2 separate regions of the Sus scrofa genome follow, and region 2 is linked to region 1. A link is a contact called in public Hi-C data. All regions are on one chromosome and are shown on one strand. The core of a region is the stretch at or near the end of the contact, and the rest is flanking DNA. Distances in the headings are between cores, read along the strand shown.

Region 1 (6,311 bases), core at 965-3,464:
TTAACTTTCCTCTTCTGGGAGACTTCTGCCCAAGCAGCTTGATTGTTCATTACAGGAACTTCATGAAAAATCTATCAATAAAATAGTAAGCATCAACAATTTATGCCCCAAGATTCTCTGCACTCCTAGCCTTGATCTTTCCATCGACCTTAAAATCAGTATCTAACCTTAATCAAGCCATCATCTCTACTCCCCTGCCACTGAAAGACCAGCCGTAAACCAAACCTCAAACTTTCAATAAAATCTGACCTGGTCTTCCCAATGAAAAATACTACCAAAACTCTGTTGAGGTGCTCTTCCTTAGCCCAGTAAAACAAACTCAGCTTTTTCTAATGAAATGGCCTACTGGTGATATTTGGGATGCTGGCATTAAACAGGGCACTACATCTCTTAAGTATAAAGACAAGACAGAAGAATTTCCCCACAGAAGTCCAGAAATACTGTAAAAATAAACTAAATGAGATATATGTGCCAGGCAAAATATATCCACTAATATGTCCATTAATTAAAAGGAATTGGTTTGCCAAGACTACAACAGAATTTCATTGCAAAACTGCATAGGTGGCTGATGCACTCTAAAAATTACTTCTGATGAAATCTAATGTTGCAGTGTTTCATTCCCTTCTTTATTACAAAGTTGTTCAAATACTGAAACCAAGTCCCCCTAAAACTGCCAAGTTTGATTAACTTCTCTACCCAAGACGTTATTCCCTTTCTTGTCCAACACTTGTTCCCCTCAAAATTGAGAAGTATCAAAGAAAAGAGGGGGGGTGAAACTGAGCAGAACCCTATGGGACCCTCCTGTGTACAAAAGTCTTTCAGTTTCCCAGTTTCTTTCTTTTTTTTTTATGGCCGCACCTGTGGCTTATGGAAGTTCCTTGGCTAGATAGAGGTCCAATCAGAAAGGCAGCTGAGGCTTAGCTACAGCCAAGGCAACACCAAATTCAAGCCGCATCTGCAATTTATTTTGCCGCTCGAAGTAACACTGAGTCGTTAACACACTGATCTAGACCAAGAATCGAATCCACATCCTCACAGAGACATAGGGTCCTTAACCTCCTGAGCTACAAAGGGAACTCCAGTTTCCCTGTTTCTTCAAGTAGGAAAAAGGCCTCAGCCCCCCTGACCTTCCAGAGTTCCAAAGGACAGATTCAAACAATAGTAATTGTAATTAGTAAATCAGGGAAGTGAGGGAATGTAGGAGAGGAAAAAAAAGGAAAAGCAGTCAGGCAATAGAGTAGGGATAAAGCAGAAGTTCTAGTTCCTTTTCAAGTGATATACATAATGATACATCTTTGACTACTGCTGCAGGAAGCCCCCTACCCAGAAAGAGGATGGCAACTACTAGCTAAGACCCCAGTCTGATTAGAACCTAAGGAAGGAGATGTGGACCATTTCTGACCCATCTGACTTCAACCAACTCAAGCTTAGACATAATCAACCTTCGCCTCAATTCTACACTTGAATTCTCTCCTCAAGCCTCTTCAGGAGTACCCTTTAACTTAAAGCTTCTCCAATTTTGCTATTTGGGGAAACACCAATTGGGGAAAGATCCCCAGTGTTTTTACTTGCTGCGAGTAATAAATCCTCTGGATCTTTGGCTTGGTGGTCTTTTGCCTCCACAGCCAGTGGCAAACACAGTTTTCTGCTAACAATGTTTCTGAACCAAGAAAAACAGGGTCTCATGTTATCTTCGGAGTTACCAAAAATAACCCTAGGACAGGTGGCCAAAATGACCGCAAGAGAAATGACCAGCTTTTAAATTAGATCCTTTCAAATGAAACTTCAGATTCATCACTGACTTCACCAAATGTATGAAAGATTAAATTCTATAAGGTCTAACCATGACCACCCCGGTAAAGCACCCTGAGCTGTCGGGTAGTAAACAGTAAGGGAAGTAACATGTGCCTTTCAAGGTTTACTTTCACCGCAGGCTCCACCCTCCACGGGGTCTGCGTCCAGTAGCTCAAGCACTTCCAGAAAGGGGGGAAGAGACGGAAGAAACAAACGGGATTACCGCGGAACCCGCCCGCAGAAGTGAAAGGCCTTCTGGGCGCGGAGGCCCTCCTTATGTCAGTTCCCGGGTCCGTACCTGACACGCGATGGACCTGCGGAAGCCGCACGCCATGTTTGATTCCACGAAGCTGATCCCAGTGGGAAGGTTCAGAGCTCTGCCCAGCCCACCTCTTCACGCCCCGCCTCCGCGCGCCGGAAGCCCGCCCCGGAGGGTGCTGCCAACCAATCAAGGAGCCTCGTGGACTGCCACTAACCTTTGCCCTGCTGCCGCGAGGGAGCGCGGGAAATCCCGAGTGCATCTGGAGTTCCGTGGATCGCTGGGAGTATGGCCACCTCGTCGGTGTCCAAGGTATGTGGGGGCTGGCACCCACTAGGACTCTGCTAGGACTTCCCTTGTAAAGAAGGGATGAAGTGGAGGTTACATAGACCTCAGTGTACCGGCTCGAGGGGAGGTAGCGGCTGGCCGAGCTGGAGGCGTCTTTTCTTCGCATACCTTGAAGGCCAGTTTTGCTTAGAGAGAGAAGACGCCGATCCATCTTAGTGTTTTGGCTCTGAGGCTTTGTAAGCTATGGTTTGTGGAGCTCAGATGCTTCGAGGATGTGCGCCATTCCCCCCTCCTTTTTCCTTCTCATGAATATTTATTGTGCGCCGAACACAGGTACCGAGATACAGTGGTAAACTAAATAAGCACAGATATTTCCATCATTACCGAAAATTCTATTAGACAGTGCTGCTACAGACCAAGTAAGACCTTTAGTAATATTGAGAGTGTATCCGGAAGCCTCGGAAAGTTAAGCTGTCTAATAAAGCTGAAAATGCTGGTGAAGAAATTGCGAAGATGTGTCTATGTTGAAACAGTAAATTAGTGAAGAAGGCTATACCATGGATTTAATTTTTAATTTTGATTAAAATTAAAATTATGAGAGTGCCTTCCAAGACTACATACCAAGGAAGAACTACAAGCGATAGGGTTTTGGGGTACTGTGATGCCAGGTGCAAATGCAAGAAGTTGTTTGTTTTTTTTTTCTTTTTTAGGGCTGCACCTGTGGCATATGGGCCTTCTCAGGCAAGGGGTCTAATCCAAGCTGCAGCCTATGCCACAGTCGTGGCAAGGTTGGATCCTTAACCCACTGAGTGAGGCCAGAGATCATCTGCATCCTCATGGGTACAAAGTCGGGTTCTTAACCCTCTGAGCCACAACCAGGACTCTGCAAGAAGATATTTAACTGCTAGTATTTTTTTATTAGGATTGGTACTGTTTTTGTTTTGTCCTGGTTATGAAGTTCCATAGCTTTTAGGAAGTCTGTCCCTGATCCTTTTTGTTGCCTGAGATTTTTTTATATCTTGCAAAATTGTGAGAGGGTTTTTTTTTTTTTTTTTCTTTTCAGGAAGGCATTTAGAGCATTACAACAGAAACTCTTTTATTGAGATGATTATGAAGGAGACCTTACATAAATAAGGTCTCTTTTTATTTCATTGGTTCATGGAACTGTCAGCATGCTTTTTGCAAATTTTTTTTTTTTTTCCTGTCTAAACTTCTCTTTCCTTGTTACACTTTGTGGCTGTTGCTCTCCTCCCAACCTTTTCCATCTCCAGCACCATCACTTGATCAGTAGTTCAAAGTAGTTAACAATATTACTCCCATGGCCATACATTAGGATCTATTCCTAGCACTCTTCCTAGCTCATGCCTTCATAGTTCCTCTTCCTTTACCAAATTGCAGGTGGCTCTAGAAAGGAAGAAGTGACAGGCTTGTCATGGCACCACATAATTTTTATAAAAAAAAATTCGTGTATTTTAAATAGCTCCACTACTTGCAGATACAAGAATATAAGGCACAATTCTTATTCTTATTTTGGACCCTGTAATCCAAATCACCACTTTATATTTGCACATCCATCTTTACTTCTATTTTGAGATGACTCTTTCATTTTCCATAGATATGGCAATCTTTTTTTGTTGTTTTTTTGTCTGATCCTGTAGCATGCAGAAATTCCTGGTTCAGGGATCAAACCTGTGCCACAGCTGTGACCTGAGCTGCAACAGTGGCATTGCCAGATCCTTAACCTTTGAAGCCACCAAGGAATTTCTAGAAATGGCAATCTTTAAGAGCCTATCCTTGATGTACAGCTTTAGGTTTGGTAGAATAAACATAGGACCAGCAGCTTGGGACCTGTGTTCTCTTGTCAGATATGAAACTAACATGAAACTAAATGTAGCTAGGAGATTACCAGGAAAATTAATTGACAAGCATTAGTCCCTTCTGTATACCAATTGCCTAACCTATATATTAGCCCTATACTAAACATTGGGAAACCATTATGAATTAAATGCAGTCCAAGCTACTTGGGCAAACAGACCCATAAATAACTATCATACACAGTAAAAGAAAATCTGGAAAGGTTCCCCAAAGCAGGTGAGTTTGAGTAGAACTTAAATGGATAACTGAGAATTTATCAGGTGAAGAAAGGTATATAAGGTGAATCAATAGCCAAAAAACTGTCCTATCAAGGTTCTAGATCCTTGGACTTAATTAAATAATAAATATTTCTTTTTAGATGGGAGGGCATCAGTATTTTTGATCTTCTTGATTTTCACTTAGAGTACCAATTTACTTTCTTTACAGGGTTTTATAAAAATGGAACTTTATAGTTTTAAATTTTATCAGCTTTATTTTTCTTTGTTTCTTAGATCAGGTCTCAAAGAGAAGAATCAAAGATAAGCTTCCCATGGGAAGGAGGAGAAAAAAGTAGTTAGTCCCCTTGTTGTTTAAGAATTTTCCTTCTATAATTCAGATAGAAGATCTCTGTGCCAGTAGGTAAGATATCTTAGCACTTTAAAGAAACACCTTAGGGAGTTCCCCTTGTGGCTCAGTGGGTTACGAACCCAGCGAGTGTCCATGAGGATATGGGTTTGATCCCTGGCCTTGCTCATTGGGTTAAGGATCTGGCATTGCCACAAGCAATGGCGAAGGGCTCAGATGTGGCTCAAATCCCATGTGGCTGTGGCTGTGACTGTGGCTGGCAGCTGCAGCTCCAATTAGACCCCTAGCCTGGGAACTTCCATACACTGTGGGTGAGGCCCTAAAAACCAAAAAACAAAACAAAACAAAAACCTTAAAAAAATATGTTTATCCATAAAATACTTGGTCAATCAGATTTGTTTCCTCCTTTGCTGCTTCAAATTTGTGCTTTTTTCTTTCTTTTTTACAGGGCTGCTTTGTGTTTAAACCAAATGTTAAGAAGAGAAAGATCTCTGTGCCAGTAGGTAAGATATCTTAATATCTGATTTGTTAATTTTCTTCCTCCAATTCTTAAACTTACCTAGCTCTTACAGAATTAATAATTCTGTTGTCTAAGGTTGTTTAATTTACTACTTTGATGTAACAGTTATGTTCAGAGGGATAGATAGGACACAGTGATAAGAGCACTCCTCAGGGTTCTAATCTAAAAGTGAATTGAAATGTACCTTCAAAAGGCAAATTAGAAAGTAAATTTCCTTCAAAGAGTATGTTACCATTCCTTAAAAAGGATTGTCTTAAAAATATCACTGATTTCCCGGGTTGAGATAGGAGGAATTCACTGCCAAAGGGTAGAGGGACTTTTTGGAGTGGTAGAGATGTTCTTTAGATTGAGGAGATGGTTAAATGAGTTTTGTTTGTTTGTCTGCAAATGCTGCAGCAGTGCTGAATCCCTTAACCCACTGCCCTGGCCAGGGTAGGGATTGAACCTTCCTCTCCACAGCCATCCAAGCTTCTGCAGTCGGATTCTTAACCCACTTGTACTACGGCAGGAACTCCATGAGTGTATACTTTTGTTAGGACATATCAGACTGTTAAAATGGACATATTTTATTATTTATAATTTATACTTCAATAAAATTATTTTTTAAACGCTGTCTTCATTTTATCTGTTTAGTGAGCACGTTCAGAGGACTTAATTACCTCAGACAACTCAAGGTGTCAATGTTAATCAGAAAATGTTTATTGCACTGGTTCTCAATCATGGCTACAGGTTAGAATCACTTGGGGAACTTTTTTTTTTTTTTCATTGATTTTTCTTTTCTGATGTAATTTTAGATTTACATCCAGTTGTAAGAGCCTAGAGAGTACCCTTGAACCCTTCATGTCTCTAGTGGTAACATATTGTATCACTTTAGTTCAGTATCACAAGGAGCAAACTGACAATGGTACAGTCCATTGACCTTATTCAGGTTTCAACTTGGGGGGTTTCTTAAAAATAGCAATGTCCAGACCCCAACCCATACCAAATGAATCAGAATCTTTGGGAGTGGGA
Region 2 (6,311 bases), core at 2,520-5,019, 87 kb after region 1:
TTTTCTACTTTCAAAACAAAATAGCTCAATAATGAATACAACTGCATTCTCTTTTAATGGCTATAAACTTATATGATTCTTAAATGCATAATTCATAAAACTATGAAATAACTACTGCTACATATGCACTCCTAAATAAAATATCAGGTTTAAAATCCAAAGTACAAAGACCATTAAAAACAGTTTATTTGCCAAGCCTACTGAGAAACTACAACAGCTGTCTAAATAACCACAAAATATTAAAAACACTTCTGGCTCAATATAAATGACATCTGAAATGAAATGTTGCCTCCTCCAACAGACATCTCATTTGTTTGCCTAGAACCATTTATACTTCATTTAAGCCAGCTGGTGTCTCCATTTGCAGGCATGCATCAATGTCTACAGAACAATCTAAGTTCCTGTAAACCCTTCCCCATTCACAAGCGGCAATTTCCATTCTTAATGGCAAGTTTCCAGCAAATACAATGAGTTTTTACAAAGGAATTTAACTCTTTTAACTCAATTCTTAGGGCAGACTAGAGCAACAGCAACAAGTCAAAAGATGTGTATATAAGTGCCTAACAAATTCACAAGCAGGTTGTGTCCATGCAAGGATCTCTTCAAACAACCATTCATTCATTCACTACACAATTATGAAAAACAATTGTGTTGGACTTGACTGAGTCTTTTGACTAACTGATGAAGCCAGTAGAGGTATTCATTTTCCCAACCACAGCCAATGGTTTTTCTCCCCCCACACCTCCAGTTATTATTCACTTTCCTTTTCCACATCCAGGGGTTATAACAAACCTCTGGGGTGCTGACACCCTAGACCAGGGGTGGGCAAACTTTCTGAAAAGGACCAAACAGTAAATATTTGAGCTTTGGGAAAACACAGTCTCTGTCACAATTAATCAACTACTGTTGTAATCTGAAAGGGACAGGGACAATACTTTAAAAACAAAAAAACTGAGCATGACTGTGTTCCAGTAAAACTTTACTTGCTAATTCTTTCCTTTTGCCTGGTATTAAGATGCAATAATTTGAAAAATATTCGTTTAAATAGTAGTCATCAAGTCAAACTTTCTGCAATGACTTAAAAGACCCCCCCCCAAAAAAAACCCCTAGGGTTTAAAACACCTGTCCAACCAAGTTCCTGAAAATACTAGTAAAGCTGCAATATGACTTCAGCTACACATCTGAAGACACTATATATCCAGAGAAAAACAATGATAAAATGATAAATTACACATACTTTGAAAGAAAATTCACTTCAGTAGTCTAGTTCTAAATTGTTTAAATATTTGAACTCACAGAAATGAAAACAAAGAGCTTTCACAGAATCCCAGTCAATCCCAATCCCAGCTACCTATTTCTGCTGAAGATACTTGGGTAGTCACTACTGTAAAGTTTAAGAATTACCACTTTTAAAACCGGAATCTAAAAATTAAGATACCTGGTAAAATTATTTCCAAGTTTCATGACATGAAAACTGGAAAGCTCTTTGACACCTGCACAACACTGCAGCTCCCATTATGACACCGTTATTACAAAAACCATACAAGAGCAAGCCTCAAACTGGCCACATAAACACAAGGCTAAATTAACACATACAATGTCATTCAAAATTAGTTTAAAAAGCAAATCCGCAACCTTAGCAATTTTAACCGCTTTTCTCAACTTTTCATGTTAATGTTCAAATCAGTTGAAATAACTAAAAATTTTTTTTCTTAGTCTCAAAAAAATCAATCAGGATGTGATTTGAGAGTTCAGGATACGACCAAACTTCGAGTAGATGTCAAAAAACTTCTTTTTTGAAGAACAGAAGACATAACAATATTTTGGAAAATGTGAATCTGAATCAGCAAGCTTAAACAATTCCAGTAATTCCAGTTACTTTACTATTTATATTTAGTCCACTTAATGTACGATACTGCAGAGCCAAGTGTATCAGCCAACACTACAAATCTATCAGTGAAGACAAATTTGCAAAGGCTCACAAAATTGTGAATTAATTCCCTTTAAAGTGAAGACCAATATTGCCCCTAGCTGACTTACCTTATATGCACAAGACTATTTTAGCACTGAGATATACTTTTAACTCTCAAACCTAACACTATATTAATTGACTCCCCTCAAATGAAATTCACTGCTGGTTAGCTAGAGCTATTTTTAAGTGGCCTTTTAGTTAAGATTCCACCGTATCATTTCAATTTTCAATGATACCATTTCACTAAAAAGACAAACTCTAAAAATAACGTTAATCATCAGGAGCTCATTCTTGACACTGTTTCAATAGTTTAAAAAAAAAAAAAATACCCTAGGCATTTGAGGAAGGATATTTTAAAATCTGACCTGAAAAAACAAAACTAAGTCAATTCCAAATGGAAGTTACCAAACAGAGGTAAATACTGAAGATTTTTTTAAGCCAACCAAAAAGAAACAAGTAAATCAAGCTATGAAAAGGCTTTGTCTACAGATCATATTATTACCAAAGGCTCACACATGAAACCTTTGCGTGCTACACACAAAGGAAACATTTACACTACCAGTCCACAAAAGCTATCCTATCCCTTGTGTGCCAGGGGCGCATGAGGATTTTCAAAGTACAGAAAAAACTGGACATACACATGCAGTACAAAGCAGCCAAGAGGTATTTCCCCGTGGTCACTTTCAGGAAATGCTTCAAGATGAAAAGCAAAAATAGTCTTAAGTCCCTCGGAATCTTGAGTTTATTTCTTTACTAGTCTCAAGGCCTAGGTTTTTTTCTTCCAACTACTCTTCTGGGCAGAAATAAAGCACTTCCAACTAAAAGCACCTACTCAACCCCGATTTTCAATACAATTTGCTTTTCATTAAAAGTTCAAGTTTCTCAAGGTCTAGACGTATAGTTTGATCATATTACAGTACTCGGGAAGAGCATTTTCTTTGTTGTTGACCCTGCTAGGGAAACAGGTCTTGACTCAGCCAAAGTGGCGTTCTTGTGGGTGATTAATGACAGGCCTAGATCTCGCCCCAGTGACATTCCTCCCCACCCCCCACCCCCTCGGTACTAAAATCAGCCATGTCTGAACCGGAGGAGGGGCTGCTGCCTCTCCTCAAACCACCCAGTCCCAGAGTTAATAGGTGCAACCAATCGATTCAGGAAGACAGCCATTGAGATTGGGGCGAAATGTGTGACCCTTCTCCTGCCTGTATTTCCGTGTAGCACCCTCTCTGATCATTTCCGCTGGGGCTCTCCAGACTACGGAAACGTTCGATTCCAGTCATTCAGACCCAAGAAAAAGATCTTCCTCTTCCCCACAATACCCGACAAGGAATGGCCCCTACCCACCCCCACCCTGACCTCCCCCCCTTGACATCAGGCCGTTTCTATTGTGTCTCTAAGACCGGAGGAGATTAAAAGAAACGTGGTCGCCCGAGGACTCTGCTAAGAACGGGGAGCAGTCCAGCACCCCCAGCCTCGTGGCCGCATCCCGCGCCCCAGGACCCTGTCCTCTCTTCTCCCCCGCACCCCACCCCCCGAACCGGCGGCCGCAGAGCCGAGTCCCACCTGTGGTGAGGCGGGAGGAGACGTCGCCGAAGGGAGACGGCTCCATTCGGAGATACTTCTGCGGCGAGGCGGCGGCGGCCGAAAAGGAGGCGGCTGTGGCCGCGGCCGCCGACGACGGGGAGGCGGCAGCCGAGGTGGGCGCCGACAATGGCGCACATCGCCTCCGCTTTGGGGACGCTGGGCTCAGCAGCGGGTCGAAATCCAGAGTCCTTTTCAGAGTAGCTCCGCACGCCATGGCCGGGCCGCCGGGGAGCCGGGCTTGGGTGGGGTAGAGGAGGGGTACGGGAGGGGAGGGCAAGGGAAGGGGGGAGAGCGAGGCCCCGAAGAGCCTAACCGACCGGCTCTAGAGCGGAGAGGCGGATGGCGGAGCGCCGACGAGGGGAGCAGAGCCGCCGCCGCCGCCGCCTCAGCGGCAGGGGCAGTGGCCCAGGCCGGCCGGGGCGAGAACGGGAGGGGCGGTGGCAGCAGCTCACGCCGGCCGCGTCAGGGGGGCTCTTCCGCCTCCTCAGGCGCGGCTCCCCCGGGAGAGGCTCCAGCCGCCCCCGCCGTCCGTTCGGGCTTTGCGCCGCGCCCGAGGCGCTCCTGCGCTGAGACCGGTTCCTTCAGAAGTCGATACCAGCCCCGTGAGGTGTGAGGCTGGGACACGGCTCCTAAGACCCCCGCCCCCCGTCGAGACAGGGTCAGAAGCTAGAGAGCGGCGGTCGATGCGGCAGGATTGTGAGGTGGCGGCGGCGGCAGGAGCTCAGGCGAACACGTCCAGCCGCTAACCCCTCCACTGTACGACTCTTCCACCCGCCGCCGGCCCCAATATGGCGTCAATAACAACGCCGCCGATTCAAATCCTGCGGCCTCAAGGCGCGTGCGCATAGAGGGTGGGCGACCCAAATGTGCATTCTGGGATTTGTAGTTTTTCACTCTACGGAAGAATCGGCGTGAGAAGCGGTTAGGGAGGAGTCACGGAAACTACGACTCCCGTCATTCAAGGCGCACGATTCCGAGTTCCGGATCGGAATTTAAATCCCCCTACACAGCTTGAATGTAAAAGGAACTGAGCGAAAGAGAAAAAAAGAAAAGGCTCAGAGAGAGTGGGAAAAAAGGAAAGCCAACCAGTGGGGAAAGCAGGCTTTAAAAACAACAACAACAACAGCAACAACAAAACCACCTTTAAATTTCAGGACATAGTTGTCCTGGTACCGCTCCTACAGTGATTGAACAACCGAGAAAGAGAAAGCTAATCCCACCTAACAACTCAAGACAGATTAGTTTTGATAATAAGAGTGGCCAAGACACAACCTGTCACATGGAGGGGCTAGGAAATAATAAGATTATGGAACCTATTTAGGACTGCAAGAGAACAACAGTAATAGTATCAGGTTACGGGAACCTTGATTGTACTCGATGCTTTGCCCTTCCCAGGTAGCTGCTTGCATCCACTTATTAAATTCCGCTTTACCCTTTAAATGAAAAGGGTTTGAACGACACGCAGATGTAAATTGTTTTGCCTTGGATAAAAAGCTAGTGACATCAGAAATTGTACTGTCTCTGTTGAATACTGGTGTATATCTTAACGAATGGTAAAAATTAAAAGACAATGAAATGTCTAGGGAGTAGACCCATTTGGGACCCATTTTGTAAGAAGAAAAAAAAAATTTCCTAGAAGTTATATTTCTAATCAGGTACCTAAAATAGAAATCAAATAAAGCATTAATTATAAAATGATTTATGTGAAAAACTGTCATCAGTCCTTTGCCTATGGAAGCTATCACCAATCCAATACAAAACTAGTTATCTACGTGAATGCTATATTATCAAATGATCATAAGTATCAAATACTGGCTTTCAATGCTTTTTTATCCTGTCATTTATTCAGATAAAGATATTTTGTATAATTTTGTCTATTATTCTTTGTACTACTTTTGGACTGTAGTTTAATATATTTATTCTTCTTTTATAGAACTGCTCAACTCCTCAGATCAGCAGTGCCGATCACACTGTCAACAACTGTGATGATTTTAACATATACTATTTCGAAAATATCTTTGGCAAAAGATCAGCATTTAATGAAACAGCAGCTTAACAGTGATACCTAATAGGTAAATTTGTACTAAATTCTAAACACTCCATGAAATCTATGATATTGTGAAAATAACAGACGATACCTATTTTATGTAAGTAAGTATGAAAAGATAGGTTAACCCATGGAAAATAAGAAACAAAGCATTTATGTTCCTGGTAAGTATATTTTGAAATTAAGATTTAACCTTAAATTATGGAAGTTACATTGGAAAAGGAATGTTATAAGTTGAATGGTATCCTCAAAATTTGTATGTTGAAGTCCTAATCCCACGTATCTTAGAATGTGACCATATTTGGAAATAGAGATATTTCAGATGTAATTAGTTAAGAAGAAGTCCTCTTGGAGTAGGGTGACCCCCTAATCCAAAATGACCAGTATCCTCATAAAAAGGGGAAATTTGAACACAGAAGGGCAGAACACCATGTGGACATGAAGGCAGAAATCTAGGCGATGCATCAGCAAGCCAAAGAAAGACAGACTGCCAGTGAACCTGCAGAAGCCAGAGGAGAGGCATGGAACAGAGCCCTCTTCACAGTCCACAGAAGGAACCAACACTGCTGATGTCTTGATCTCAGACATTCTAGTCTCCAGACTATGAGACAATACATTTCTCTTGGTTAAGCCACCCAGTTTGTAGCACTCTGCTACAGCAGCCCTAGGAAACTAATAAAGGGGGTGGTGGTTATTATAGTTACACTG

Evidence for each region. Hi-C and Micro-C count contacts between places; a contact is called where the count stands out from the background.
Region 2: a contact with region 1 is called in a Hi-C map of skeletal muscle, with 4 times the contacts expected there. The contact joins the promoter of AKIRIN2 here to the promoter of RARS2 in region 1. A contact is called at or near these places in 2 of 5 promoter capture datasets (fetal liver and liver), 5 of 47 Hi-C or Micro-C datasets (heart right ventricle, liver and skeletal muscle) and 2 of 2 datasets of contacts at active chromatin or transcription factors (alveolar macrophages and skeletal muscle).

The regions. Positions count from the first base shown.
Region 1 is chr1:55,979,880-55,986,190 of Sscrofa11.1, forward strand. It overlaps RARS2 (probable arginine--tRNA ligase, mitochondrial), which reads right to left and starts at 2,215. Exons shown (of 19, transcript XM_021089854.1): 1 at 2,093-2,215. The coding sequence starts at 2,128. ORC3 (origin recognition complex subunit 3) reads left to right here and starts at 2,253. Exons shown (of 20, transcript XM_021089812.1): 1 at 2,253-2,365; 2 at 5,229-5,283. The coding sequence starts at 2,342.
Region 2 is chr1:56,065,813-56,072,123 of Sscrofa11.1, forward strand. It overlaps AKIRIN2 (akirin 2), which reads right to left and starts at 3,770. Exons shown (of 5, transcript NM_001278752.1): 1 at 3,536-3,770. The coding sequence starts at 3,770.